4 separate regions of the Mus musculus genome follow, and all the other regions are linked to region 1. Evidence: chromatin contacts called from public HiChIP or PLAC-seq and promoter capture Hi-C data. All regions are on one chromosome and are shown on one strand. The core of a region is the stretch at or near the end of the contact, and the rest is flanking DNA. Distances in the headings are between cores, read along the strand shown.

Region 1 (2,987 bases), core at 295-2,794:
GAACGAGAGAGCAGTGCATATGGGGTAGGCGTATATGCACATGGGTATGCAGGTACCCTTGGAGTCCATAAGAGGGCGCTGGAGTTACAGGCAGTGGTGAACTGCCGGATAGGGTTGCTTAGAACTGTACTGGGGCTAAGCTGTATCTCCAGGTCCCAGACTGTTTAAACGGCTCAGTCAGCAAAGCCCTTGCCTCACCAGCTTGAAAGCCTGACTTTGGACCCCCAACACCTCTGTAAACATTTGGGTTCTGCACTGCATGTCTGCAAATCCAGTGCTGGGAAGGGAGAGTCAGGATTCCCAGAGCTTGCTGCCCTTCAGTCCTAGCAGCTTAATTAGTAAGCCCAAGGCTCAATGTTAGCACTGACTTTAAAAATCAGGTGGAGAGCATGAGGGGGAAAGACATATGGCCCCTGCAGTGATATGCAGAATTACTGTGTACACATGAACATATACGTGCACACATACACTACAATAGAACAATTTGTTCTTAGTCAGGTTTGAGCCTAAATGCCTGCATGTTTCTCCCATCTCCTAACTCTGACAGGTGGGTCAAGCTCTCTACAGGTTGTCAGGGCCCAGAGCCTTCTCAGGATCCTTGGTCTACATCAGCCTGTGACTGTGCCCATCTCAGGTAACTCTGGGAGAAAGCGACTCTCTCACAAGTCTCAGCTGCCAGGCAACCATGATTTAATCTGAGGCTGACCACAAAACCACAAGAGAATTGAGATGTGGGAAGATGAGGAGGCTGCCTGGGTCATGTGGCCAAATACGCTCGTTGAGATCTGCACACACTGTCCTCTCCGGTAAATGGCTTGCTGTTCAGCCCCAACAGTCCCCAAGCCACTCCAGAGAATAAGTCACCTTGGGGCAGAAGGCGGGTGAAACACACCTTCAGACTCTGCACATTCCATGGCCTATGAGCCACCAGCCAGATACTCCCTGATGTCTGCCAGGAATGTCTCCAGTGCCTCCAGGCAGGGATGTGGAAAGAGGCCCCTGGCAAAGCCACAGGGCAGAGGAAGGAGGAAGCTTATGAACTGAAGGGAGCAGGCGTGAGCATGTGGAAGTGAGTGGAGAGGTCTGCTGGAGAACCCGTAGGGTTATATGAGTATTAGCAAGAGCTTGACATGCCTTGCGGAAAACCCAGCACTGTGGCTGAGACAGTCACTCCCCATCCTGTCCCCACACTCAGCGCCCACAGCAACCAGAATCCTCTGCTGCTCTGAGGCTAAAGAAGCCTGCTGGGACCTGGCCTAAGATAGCCACACTCAGGAGTCTGTGTGCCCTGCATGCAGGAGTGTTGCCTGAACACAAGTCCTTTCTGTCCCGCCCTTGGTACAAGGGCTCCCAGGAGAGTCTAAGCCCCTCACCCCCGCTTCCAGACTGCCCTCCTCCCCACTCTCTCTACCTTACCTTGGATCACAGTCCAGCCCATACTCTGTCCTTGAGATATGTTGGGTTCCAAACACAGCTACTGGGCTCTGCACTTTACCCCGAATCTCTAAGTCCTAGCCCTGAAAGACTGTGGAGGCTCTGAACCCTGGTGCCATCTCCTTCCCCACACAGCCAGCTCAGCCCCCGGGTCTTTCCTGTACCTCAGAGGCTAAAGAACCTCCAGTAGGTCTCCCTGTGGCTCTCTCTCTCTCTCTCTTTTTTTTTTCCTTCTCCAACTGAAGACAGAGGAGGATGTAAGAATCTGCCTCAATGCTAACCGGGGACCACCTCGCTCCACCGACAAAAGCAGTTTTGTTCAGAGTTTTATCTGTTCCCCCTGGGATCTTTTTTCTAGGTTGCAGGGGTGGATCTGATTGGTCTCACCACAATGGTGAGAACATCAGACACCAGACACTATGGGGATTGGTTAATTATGGCAGGCCAGCCCACCCCAGGGTGGGGCTGCCTAGACTGCTTACAAGTTGTCTCCTTTCAGGGCCTCTGCCCTGGGAGGGGGAAGAGTTCGAGCCAATCCTCTGACCGCAGAGGGTCAAATCCCTTGACTGGGAGCTGGGTCCACCTCAAAGGCTGGCGCAACCAAGGACCCCACCCTGTATCTGCTTAGAAGTGAAGGCAGGGTCAGACTAAAGCTCCCACTGGGGCAGCCTGGGGAAGAACAGACCGCCTACCCAAGCAGCCCGCCAGGTGCCTTTGTTAAGAGTTGATTCATCCGGAGGGCTGGCCACGCCCGCCCTGGGCTTCCTTTTTCCTGGAGCGTGAGGTGATCCACTTCCTCTTTAGTTTAAAGCCGGCCTGAGTCAGAGTTTCTGCCTCTCTAGCTGGGAGCACCGCCCATTTCCTCCTATTCAGCACAGACCTAAAACCACACAGTCCAGTGTGATGCAGCCAGACCGAGCCTAGGATCAGCAACCTTGCAGGCCAGAGGGCCACATCTTGAAGGGACAGAGCACCAGAGGGCATCTTAAAGTTCTGATCGGAATATTCTGCTTGCAGATCATTGGTGCAGGGAAATGCTGTGTTTTAGGCCTGTTGCATTTTGAGTCTGTGATTATGTGCCTCCCTAACACTGAGATTAGGGGGTTGAAAAAAGGGGTATCTCAAAATACACCCCGTCTACCCTTCAAATAGCCTATCCAGATAGGCCAAAAAGTAAAGTCAAAACTTTAACGTTTAGAAAAAACACACTCACACACTCACACGCTTGCACAGAGAGAAAGAGAAACAAGCAAGATGACCTCTGACCCTGACCCTTCAGGCTGCCCATGAGGTCGCAGCACTAACATGAGTTGAAAGTTGCAATCCTCAAATCTCAAATTCATCCGGTCTCATTGTAAGTAAAGACGGGCTTGTGCGTTTAAACTTATATTCTCACTCTTTGGTCATCAAGCCTTAGTTCAAAGCAATTGTGTTAAATACAGAATTTATGAAAGATGTACTTCTTTTAGGAAAGGTTTGCTCTGGCATGTGAAAGTCCAAGGATAAAGATGCTGGCCAAGACCACTGGACTCCTTAAAATATGTGAAAGAGTG
Region 2 (2,987 bases), core at 237-2,736, 240 kb after region 1:
TCCATTCAAAACTCTCTGAAGTTGGCATGGCTTAAGACTAGACAATTCACCTCTACCAGTGTGATTATGTAACGTGACTACCTGGCCTCCTGGGGCCTGGGCCTCATCTGAAATGTCTATACCCTCAGCAGGATGGGCTCCTTGCACCCCACAGTACAACTTTGCTCTCATGTCAGTATCAGTAGACCCTATCTCTGAAGGGCCAAGTATCAAATGCCTCGCCTTGAGGACCATCTGGCTGCTGTCTTTGTTACACAGCATTGTCCCTGAGCAGCCAAGTCTAATCTGTCATCAGAGCTATCTGTGTGTTCCAGGAGGAGTTGCCAACACAGACAAGCAGCAGCTGGAGCTGCCTGGGGCACCACTTACCAGCCTTGACCTTGCTTGATGAACCGAGCTCTGCCTGAATCTGCCTGCTCTGTTTTGTCTTCAATTAGGAAACAGTCCTTGTGTGGTACCCTCTTCCTGGCTGTCCTCTGGTTGATAAGACATACAAGTTTGAAAGGTATGAACATCTTCAAGAGGATGTGGAGAGCTGGGTTCAGTGTCAGGCATACCAGTGCACTGGGGCTTAGGGACATGCAGGGTTCATCTACCAGCTCCCATTGCCACGTTCACAAATGAGCGACTTGGTAGTGTTCCAGGTACAGATCCCATCCGTAGCTATCCTAGTTTGTGAGCAAGTATTTTTTCAGGATGACAGTAACTAACCATGGGGTTTTCTATCACAGGCTTCTTTCTCTCAGTGTAATGGTATCCCCAAGGCCAGGCATGACAGAGGGAACCCAAGTGCCTAAGTTCTGTTTATTGTCCCACTGAGGCTTCCCCCATCCCCTATAGTTGGCGACCTGTGAGGCCATAGCTGGAGATATGTAGGTTCTTCCAGCTTGCCTCTTAAGACCAACCCAGCAAGTGCACAAAAGAACAGAGCCATCAGCCAAGAAGCCTAAGGAGCAGGACCAACAGAGAGAGCTCCCACAGAGCAACCCTCCTAGTCACACAGCAGGGGAACAGTGTAGAAGCATTCAAGCCACTAAAGATCCATCTGTTTCCAAGGGTCTGCCCTCCCCTCCCATGTCCCTGCTCCCCTTCCTTCCACATCCCCACTCTTCTTAGCCTCTACTATAATGTGAACAGCTTGTCCCTGCTTTCCTGTACCCTGCCAGCTTGAAAATCAGTAGGCAGTAAACTTTCCTATGATCTTGTCCATTGGGATTCCTTGGGGGGAATTGTGGGGCACATTCTTCCAGGTTTCTGAGCAGTAGTTCTCTGCCTCTTACACTAATTTGACACCTCCCCTTGACTTCCAGAATGTAGGGCCCAGCAGAATCTCAGGCAGTGGTATTTGGACATATTCACACCCCCTCCTCTTGGATAGGTGAGTTCAGATATTTCCAAGGGATAGTTACAGTTATATACAAGCGCTTGTCATTCTGGCCATAGCATGCCTGGTACTTCAGGGGCTGAGACAGTGATAGCCTAGCAGTGGGTGACACAGCATGACTCAGTGTTTGTCATGAGACTTTCTCCTGGAACAGAGCAGAGAGGTGTGCTGACTAGAGTCAGATGAGCTCTTGTGCTGCGAGATGTGCTGCAGTCCACCATGTTCCCTGTCATCCTGGAGGAAATGTTTTCTTCACCACAAGGGTCTTTTTAGAAACACACACACACACACACACACACACACACAGCATTCTGATTCATCTTGGCCCCCACAGTCCCTTATTCTCCTACTTCTGTCAGCTCCTTCTCTGTAAGCCTCTTTCTCATGTCCATGCCTTTGTTTTGTTTGTGATCTGCTAAGTTTAACCAGGACCATCTGTATGACAGTGGGTCTGGAGTTAGCCAGTGGAGTTAGTGGTCCATGCATTGGGCCCACAACTGACCATAAGGACTCAACCTCTCTCCTGAATCCATCGGTAGCTAACAGTTCAGCAGAGAGGGTGGGCCCACTGAGCCCCCCACATGTCATGTCTGCTCGTGTAGGCCTGGAGTAGGCAACTGTAATCTGTTCATGATCAAAATGGCTGCATCATACTTAGAAGACAGTACACAGCCCTTCCCCCACCCACAACCCATTTTTTTTTTCTTTCTGTTTTCTCTCCCAGGATATTCCCTGGGTCTCAGAGTGTGTGATATAAATATCCCATTTAAGGCTGAGTGTGCTAGAGCTGATTTCTCAAAAGAAACTTTAAAAGCCAGGAGACCTCAGAAAAATGTACTTCAAGTTCTGCAAGACCATAGATGCCAACCCAGTCAACTTGCTCTGCCATGCAAAACTCTCCATCATAAATGAAGAAGAAAGTAAAACATCCCACAATAAAGAATTTATGACCGCCATGTCAGTCCCTCCAAGAATCCTGGAAGGAATGCCTCATTCTAGACAGAAGGATGAGCATGCCCACAAGGCTAACAGTGAAGGAGAAACAGTAGTTGTTAGGTGAAGCAGGCCTGAGAAAGCAAATGCCATACAATCGGTAAAGGACCATACAGAACACATGTCTGTTAGTAATGACCTCAGTTCCTCATCCAAAACATTCTGGGTAGGATTAGAAAACAGGACCCTGTTGTCCTTTTTGTTGCTTACAAGAAATAAACCTCACCTTCAAGGACAGACCATACCTTAGAGTAAAGCTATGGGAAAATATTGCAAACAAATGCCCAGGAAACAGGCAGGTGTTGGCTTTTGTAATACCTGAGGGATTAGAAGCCAAAACTAATCAGAAGAAATAAAGAAGAAAGCAGCCCACTAAGAACATTACATAAGCCCGAACTTGGGTACATTCATCATTATGCAAATACTTGAAACAAACACTATTAGTCATAGAGCTTCAGATCAGCCACAACCCAGAAACAGTAGGTGACATCACCACACGTCAGCAGACAGGTCATCCAGACACCCCTCCTTACCAAAAAGGAACTATCAGGGTTAAGTGACTTCAGAGATCAAACAGACCTAACAGGTACTTGCAGAACGTTCCACCCAG
Region 3 (2,987 bases), core at 139-2,638, 190 kb before region 1:
GCTCCCCCAGAGCCATACTTGCCTGGAGGCTACTGTGCTTCCTGCCATGATGATATTGAACTGAACCTCTGAACCTGGAAGCCAGCCCCAATTAAATGTTGTCCTTTTAAGAGTTGCCTTGGTCATGGTGTGTGTTCACAGCAGTAAAACGCTAAGACACCTTCCTTCCAAGTCTCAAAAAAATCTGGGATCTGTGAGCAAATGCAGAGGCTCTACAGCAGGGAAGCCTGGCCCTGGCCCTCTCCGTGACGCCAGACTGCAGTGCCTAACAGGGAGTAGGGGCAGGAACAAGCCCCAAGTTCATAAGATGTATCCTCAAACCCACGTGTATCCCCATCCACCATGACTCCACTGTGGTGTGCATGGGAGTCCACTAGGGCCGCTGACCAAATCCCACCAGCCGTAGCTTACACAGCAGCTTCATTTCTTGGGCGGGCTAGATGGTTCAGCACTTTGTAAGTGTGAGAACCCAATGTCACGTCTTCAGCACCCACGCAAAAAGCCAGGCACGGCAGCGCTTGGAGTCTCACTGTGTGCAGGGAGAAGACAGGAGGGTCCTTTGGCTTTTCTGCCAGTTGAATTTCCTATGAGAGACCTCATCTCAAGGAGGTGGAGAGTGCACAGCTCACCCCTCTCCTGCATGTACACGCGTGCGCGCACACACACACACACAGAGAGAGAGAGAGAGAGAGAGAGAGAGAGAGAGAGAGAGAGAGAGAGAGAGAGAGAGAAATGTTGGACACTGAAAGTCAAGACTACAAGTTGGCAGGACTGGCTTAACCTGAGATTTATAAATGGCATCTCCTTCCAGTACCTTCCCTTTATATCTGTCCCCGTCTGCATTTTTCCTTTTTATAAGGATACAGGCATATTGGATTAAAGCTTACACTCAGGACTTCATAGCTTGATCCCCCCTGTATAAGGATCTATCTTCAGATAAGGTCATCTGTAGTCTCAGGACTGAAGCTTCTAACTAGGAGCCTTGGGGTGGGGCACAACTAACCTATAACAGGACTCTGTACTTCCTTCTTCCCCAGTACAACTGTGCACATGAAGAGCTGGAAACCACTGTAAGCTCTGTGCTGGGATTCAGCTGAAGAAGCTGCTAGAATCATGTCTGCATATGTGCTTAGGAGCAGGGGCCAGGCCCAGGAGTATTTCAAAGCTCTCTGGGCAAAGGTCATTGAATGCTGAAGGGTGGGAATGCTCTTACAAATTTAGGGTCCATCCACTTCTCCATCAGCTCTAATGAGCCTCAGAAAAATATAAAGGTTAGAAAACTGTTTACATAACAGAGCAAAACATCTGCCTTAGAAAGAACAGCAGCAGCCAGGGAAGGGTGCTGGTCCCAGGAAAGCAGTGTGGTCACCTGCTCACGTGCTCACAGGGAAGGAGCCCTGACCCAGAAGTGACTCAGCAAAACCCTCCATTCCTCAGGGGCTCACCGAGCTCACACTATCTTAAAGATGGCAAGAGGCCAAAGCAAAATGATGCTCGTGCATTGTGGGGCCTGTTGGGACTGCAGTGACAGTGGGACATGTGAAATGGGCAAGCCCCTCACAGATGGTGAGACCCAGAGGCAAAGATTCAGGCTGCCTGGCCAAGCATGGCTCCTGCGGCACTGCCTGACCCTCCTGTTCAATCTCCACTGAAATAGAGCTCTCTGTCTGCCCAGCTCTGCTCCGAGATCAGACATGGGTATGACTCATGAGATTGGTGCCATCTGGAAGGTAGTATTTGTACAGGGCTAGATCTGCAATCTGTAAACTGACGACAATCTCGGGCAGTGAGGGCCCTGAGAAACACAACTGGGAAAACAAAGGGTGGTAGAAACCAGTGGGCTCCTTTCTACCTAGACTAAAACCCTGGATAAAAAGGTAGACAGCCAAATGAATTGCTTAGTTTCTTCCTTCTTAGTTGGTGTGCGTGTTTTCTCAGCTTTGTAGCTTGGAAAACAGCACTGGAACCACAGTGGTCTAGGCAGAGAAGCAGAGAGCAGGCACTGAACACAGACATCATGTTAGAGACAGGCTTCTACAGTGACCCCTCAACTACTGGTAGGCTGCATGGGCAGTGGGGGGGTCCCGGTGGTTGTGGTGCCCAATGATGTCATAGCCAGCTTGGCATCTGTAAGCACATACTATTAAGCTGGCAGAGTCAGCCTGTCCAAGAAGACATTTCTCAGAATGCACAGAGCTGTGGAGCTGGGACTCTCACCTGAACTGTTTCACCTCCAAATTCCTCAACCCCAACTTCGGTGTCCCTCCCCTAGGGTGACCATGGAAGTCAGGAAGAAACCTGTCACACTGACGGTGCCCCTCCCTGCTCTGGCCACCTGTGAAAACCACTTCCACCATGTCGCCTGTCAACCTGCAATGAGCGGTATCCATGGGACTCTCCCAAAGCCAAGCAACTCCTCAGGACCTTTGAAAAGCTGTAAATATCTTCACATCTCAGTCCATTCTGGGTTTGCTGGAGAAAACCAAATATCTTCCCAAACAAGCCAGAAAACCAGACACTGGTCAGATTTAGCCATGGTTATCGGAATAAACAAGAGGTCCTAGGAACAGTCAGGTCTTCAGGGCCAAGCCATGTTCAAGTCCGTGTGCGTCCACACAGGCTACTGACTGTTTCAGTTCCCCCTTTGCCTTATTTGTGCATAATTTATCAGCCTTCTGACTTAAGGCTGGCTGAGTGTTGGCTGCTGTGATTGGCTGAGGCTCAGTTGCTTGGTTACCATGGTACATACTTAGTTTGGATCCAGCCTGCTTACACAAGATACCTTGTAGTTCACTATATAAGGAGGCCATTTTTAGTCAAACTTGTCATTCAAGGATGAAAGACCAATTTAAACCAAATTAATGGGCTGCCATTTGTTTTCATCCGTAAGTTTGTTTCATGCATTTTTTTTTTTTTAGTGGATTTCAAGTTCATAATTGAGTGAGTCCCCATCCTTCATGGTACTTGACCACCTTGGCCTCTTGTCA
Region 4 (2,987 bases), core at 148-2,647, 180 kb after region 1:
CTGGGTTCCTAGACTTGAACAAGGAAGGAAAGGGATGGAGCCAGCTGAGCACCAGCATTTGTCCCCCTTTGCTTCTTAACTGTGGATTCAGTGTGACCAGGCCCCTCTTCTTCTCGCTGCCACAGCTTTTCAACAGTGATGATGGACTTAACCGCCTCAAACCATGAGACACGAACAAAAACTATCTTTTAAGTTGCTTTTATCATTTTTTGTTTGTTTTTATTGTTGTTGTTTTGAGTTTTTGGCTTTTCTTTTTATAGCAGGAGAAAAGTAGCTAATTCACAGGGTTTCTGCACTCATTTTGCAATGAAAGATCCTAGTAGCAGAGGTGGCAGAGGTAATCAGTAGCAGAAATGTACCAGACCCTTGTGAGGGAATGTGTTATCTCCTGCCTTGATGAGTGGCAGGTAGTTCCTTGGTCATGGTCAGTGGTGGTAGATACTTGCTGCATGGCAGTGCTCAGATGGGATGAATTGAGGGGAGAAACAGAGAATCTGGTTCTGACTTGAGCCGCTGGGTCCTGAAGGCAAAACTGTCAGAAAAAGAACAGGCAGAAGTTGGTGGAGGTTAATTGTAAGTTCAGGATTGAATATGTCACACTTGAAATTTTGGGATCCTGGTAAGATAAACTAATGTGTTTTCTAGCAGGGGATTGGAAAATGGAGCTCAAAAAGTTAGAGCCAGAGATAAAATTTAGGAATTGGTAATTGGGCACTCTGAATGAAATAACTAAAAATACTTTGTAAACTGGACAGTGTGCCATTTTTAATATATGAATAATAGTATCCCTAACATCTGTTTTCTGGACGACACAGGTAAATAGCGTTTCACTGTGCCTATTCCACTCTGTATGTGTCATGTTTATAGTATAGGAAGGAAGGCTCAGCCAAAGAAAGCACAGGTCGCCTTGGGTGGACAGCTGCTGGACAGCACAGCACAGGTGAGAAGTGTTTAGGTCTATATAGATAATAGTGATGACCTCTGGTACATGTTGGGATGGTCAGCCCTGTCTCCTGCTTAGCTACTTGTAGGCTGCCCTCGGCCTGAGGGCTCTGCAGGCCTATGGGCTTGTCTGTCTCTGTGCCTTTAAGACTTAGTGATGATTGTGTTCCCTCATGATTGAGTAAGAAGCCATCAAAAACACTGGCAGTAGCTGCTTATTCCATGTAGCTCTTACTTCCACCCAGCCCACTGTATTTTCCTGTCACCCCAAACCTTTCTGTTGTTTGCTGCAAATTTGAGTGTCTAACTCAGGCCTCTTCCCTTTTTTAATTGCTGCATGTCTCTGTTGCTGTAACCCAGAACCGTGTTTTGATATTAAGTTCTTCTCCTTGCCCTCCACATGGTGGTTAAACATTATGAAATCCAGATGATTTGGAAGCGATGTGGGTTTGCAGTTTACTTTTGGAGACATTGCTTTTGGAGAGTTCAGCATGCTACTTCTTACTCGTCTGTGGGATAGCACCGTGCCGACGCTTCCTGTTTAATTTGGATTTTTAAAATACAAACAATTCCCGTTCATTTTTATAACCCTTTAAAGTTTAGTAAAGGACGAAGGGAATGAAAATCTGAGTGGCTGGGTTGCATAAGAACCTGAGTGTTGCGTTGGTTCCAGTTCCTGTTGATAAATGCCATACAGTGTCACAGCACCCAGTCGGCATTGTGGCCAGCCAGTCCCGAAAAGCCAGCTGTGCTGCTTGCTGTGGGAACTGAGAGAAGTAGACAACTAGTCTCCAGCTCGAGGCTGTTGTCCTGGAGATAACATGTGGTTCTCTGTTGTCGGAAGGGCAGAATCAGTGGTGAGTTTCTTCAGGGTGTTGTCCTGAATGTTCTTGTGCAAACTGATCCTTAAAGAATGCTTCCTCCTGCACTCTGGCTTGTTCAAACCTGTTAATAATTAACTTGCTCATCTAGAGTGAGGCTTGTAACGTAGCTTGTAATTACATACCCAGATTGTTGTTGTTCTCTGTTTATGTTGCAAATATTTAAGGTTCATAAAAATGTGAAGTTCTTATGATATTTTTTTATTCAGGAAAAAAAAAACCCATAAGATTTAGCCCTACTAGTTATAATATGGTAGAAATGGCTTTAAATGGTAACTGCCGTTGTATAATTTGCAAAAGCAGACATAGTCAGGTGCTCATAACTTTCGGCTACATTTGATAGCTTCAGAGTAGACTTTCTCCACAGCTTTTTGATGTGCTGTTCTTTTTTAAAACATGAAAATATCAACTTATAGTTTAAATATATTAAAATATTTACTACTGTGTTTATTTTTACTACTATATATTACAGCATATTTTTACTATATATTGCAATATTTTTTTAAGAAACAATTGGCTAATTACTGCTTTTTACTACTATATATTACAGCATATTTTTACTATATATTGCAATATTTTTTTAAGAAACAATTGGCTAATTACTGCCTTAATGATGTTACAGTTAGTTCTTTTAAACTAAATACCCGAGTTTTAAGTTTTTAAATCTTAGATTAAATCATAAGGTTCCTGTACTGGCTGGTTCTGTGTCAACTTGACACAGCTGGAGTTATCACAGAGAAAGGAGCTTTTGATGCAGGTTAGCTGGAGCTAAGCAATTAGCGGTGATTAAGAAGAGACCAGCATCGTTGAGGTGACATCTTCTGAGAAGTGTTTTCTGAAAGCACAAAGAGGCTGTGTTCCAAAGATAGTCAAGGTTGTACTCCTGCTGCAGCGGGACTTGTTAATGTGTAAGGGTCACCCAGGTGGTACTGGTTTTGGAGATGCCAGTACCATGAGATGACCACCAAGAGCAGCAGCAGCAGTGGAGTACAGGCATCTGGAGCCTAGAGGACAACGCGTGTGCTACAAAGGGCCTGGCTGGAGAAGTGACCTAAGCCCTTGGAGGAGCCCAGAAGATCATGAGTTGGATCCCAGACATTGGACGGTTGGAGATTGATTTTTGCTTTTGATTGTGACTGTGCCCTGATATTTTCCCTCTTGAAG

Evidence for each region. HiChIP or PLAC-seq counts read pairs in DNA pulled down with a chosen protein or histone mark. Capture Hi-C pulls out chosen DNA fragments and counts their contacts.
Region 2: a FOXA1 HiChIP or PLAC-seq map of pancreatic cancer cells shows a contact between it and region 1. The contact joins two enhancer-like sites. A contact is called at or near these places in 1 of 484 Hi-C or Micro-C datasets (extraembryonic endoderm stem cells) and 3 of 115 datasets of contacts at active chromatin or transcription factors (extraembryonic endoderm stem cells, pancreatic cancer cells and trophoblast stem cells).
Region 3: a CTCF HiChIP or PLAC-seq map of the NIH/3T3 cell line shows a contact between it and region 1, with 8 read pairs. The contact joins two enhancer-like sites. A contact is called at or near these places in 1 of 39 promoter capture datasets (cranial neural crest), 1 of 15 datasets of contacts at CTCF or cohesin (the NIH/3T3 cell line), 1 of 484 Hi-C or Micro-C datasets (nephron progenitors) and 7 of 115 datasets of contacts at active chromatin or transcription factors (CD8 T cells, the SCID.adh cell line, embryonic fibroblasts and 4 more).
Region 4: a contact with region 1 is called in a promoter capture Hi-C map of liver. The contact joins two enhancer-like sites. A contact is called at or near these places in 1 of 15 datasets of contacts at CTCF or cohesin (embryonic stem cells), 1 of 484 Hi-C or Micro-C datasets (macrophages), 5 of 115 datasets of contacts at active chromatin or transcription factors (the SCID.adh cell line, embryonic stem cells, extraembryonic endoderm stem cells and 1 more) and 2 of 9 other capture datasets (adipose tissue and liver).

The regions. Positions count from the first base shown.
Region 1 is chr17:13,681,762-13,684,748 of GRCm38.p6, forward strand. No RefSeq gene overlaps it. Among named protein-coding and RNA genes, the nearest start is that of Gm24867, 7.9 kb to the left of the region's middle. Within about 2 kb of position 1,545, at least 331 of the 459 cell types and tissues checked have an H3K27ac peak or open chromatin away from gene starts, as enhancers often do. A contact at or near this core is called in the NIH/3T3 cell line, the SCID.adh cell line, adipose tissue and 5 more, where this site is marked.
Region 2 is chr17:13,923,300-13,926,286 of GRCm38.p6, forward strand. No RefSeq gene overlaps it. Among named protein-coding and RNA genes, the nearest start is that of Gm7168, 24 kb to the right of the region's middle. Within about 2 kb of position 1,487, at least 48 of the 459 cell types and tissues checked have an H3K27ac peak or open chromatin away from gene starts, as enhancers often do. A contact at or near this core is called in extraembryonic endoderm stem cells, pancreatic cancer cells and trophoblast stem cells, where this site is marked.
Region 3 is chr17:13,491,408-13,494,394 of GRCm38.p6, forward strand. The region is part of intron 3 of 2700054A10Rik (RIKEN cDNA 2700054A10 gene); the gene reads right to left. Among named protein-coding and RNA genes, the nearest start is that of Gm26375, 41 kb to the right of the region's middle. Within about 2 kb of position 1,389, at least 35 of the 459 cell types and tissues checked have an H3K27ac peak or open chromatin away from gene starts, as enhancers often do. A contact at or near this core is called in the NIH/3T3 cell line, the SCID.adh cell line, embryonic fibroblasts and 1 more, where this site is marked.
Region 4 is chr17:13,865,919-13,868,905 of GRCm38.p6, forward strand. The region is part of intron 22 of Afdn (afadin, adherens junction formation factor); the gene reads left to right. Among named protein-coding and RNA genes, the nearest start is that of Gm7168, 81 kb to the right of the region's middle. Within about 2 kb of position 1,398, at least 134 of the 459 cell types and tissues checked have an H3K27ac peak or open chromatin away from gene starts, as enhancers often do. A contact at or near this core is called in adipose tissue, extraembryonic endoderm stem cells, liver and 1 more, where this site is marked.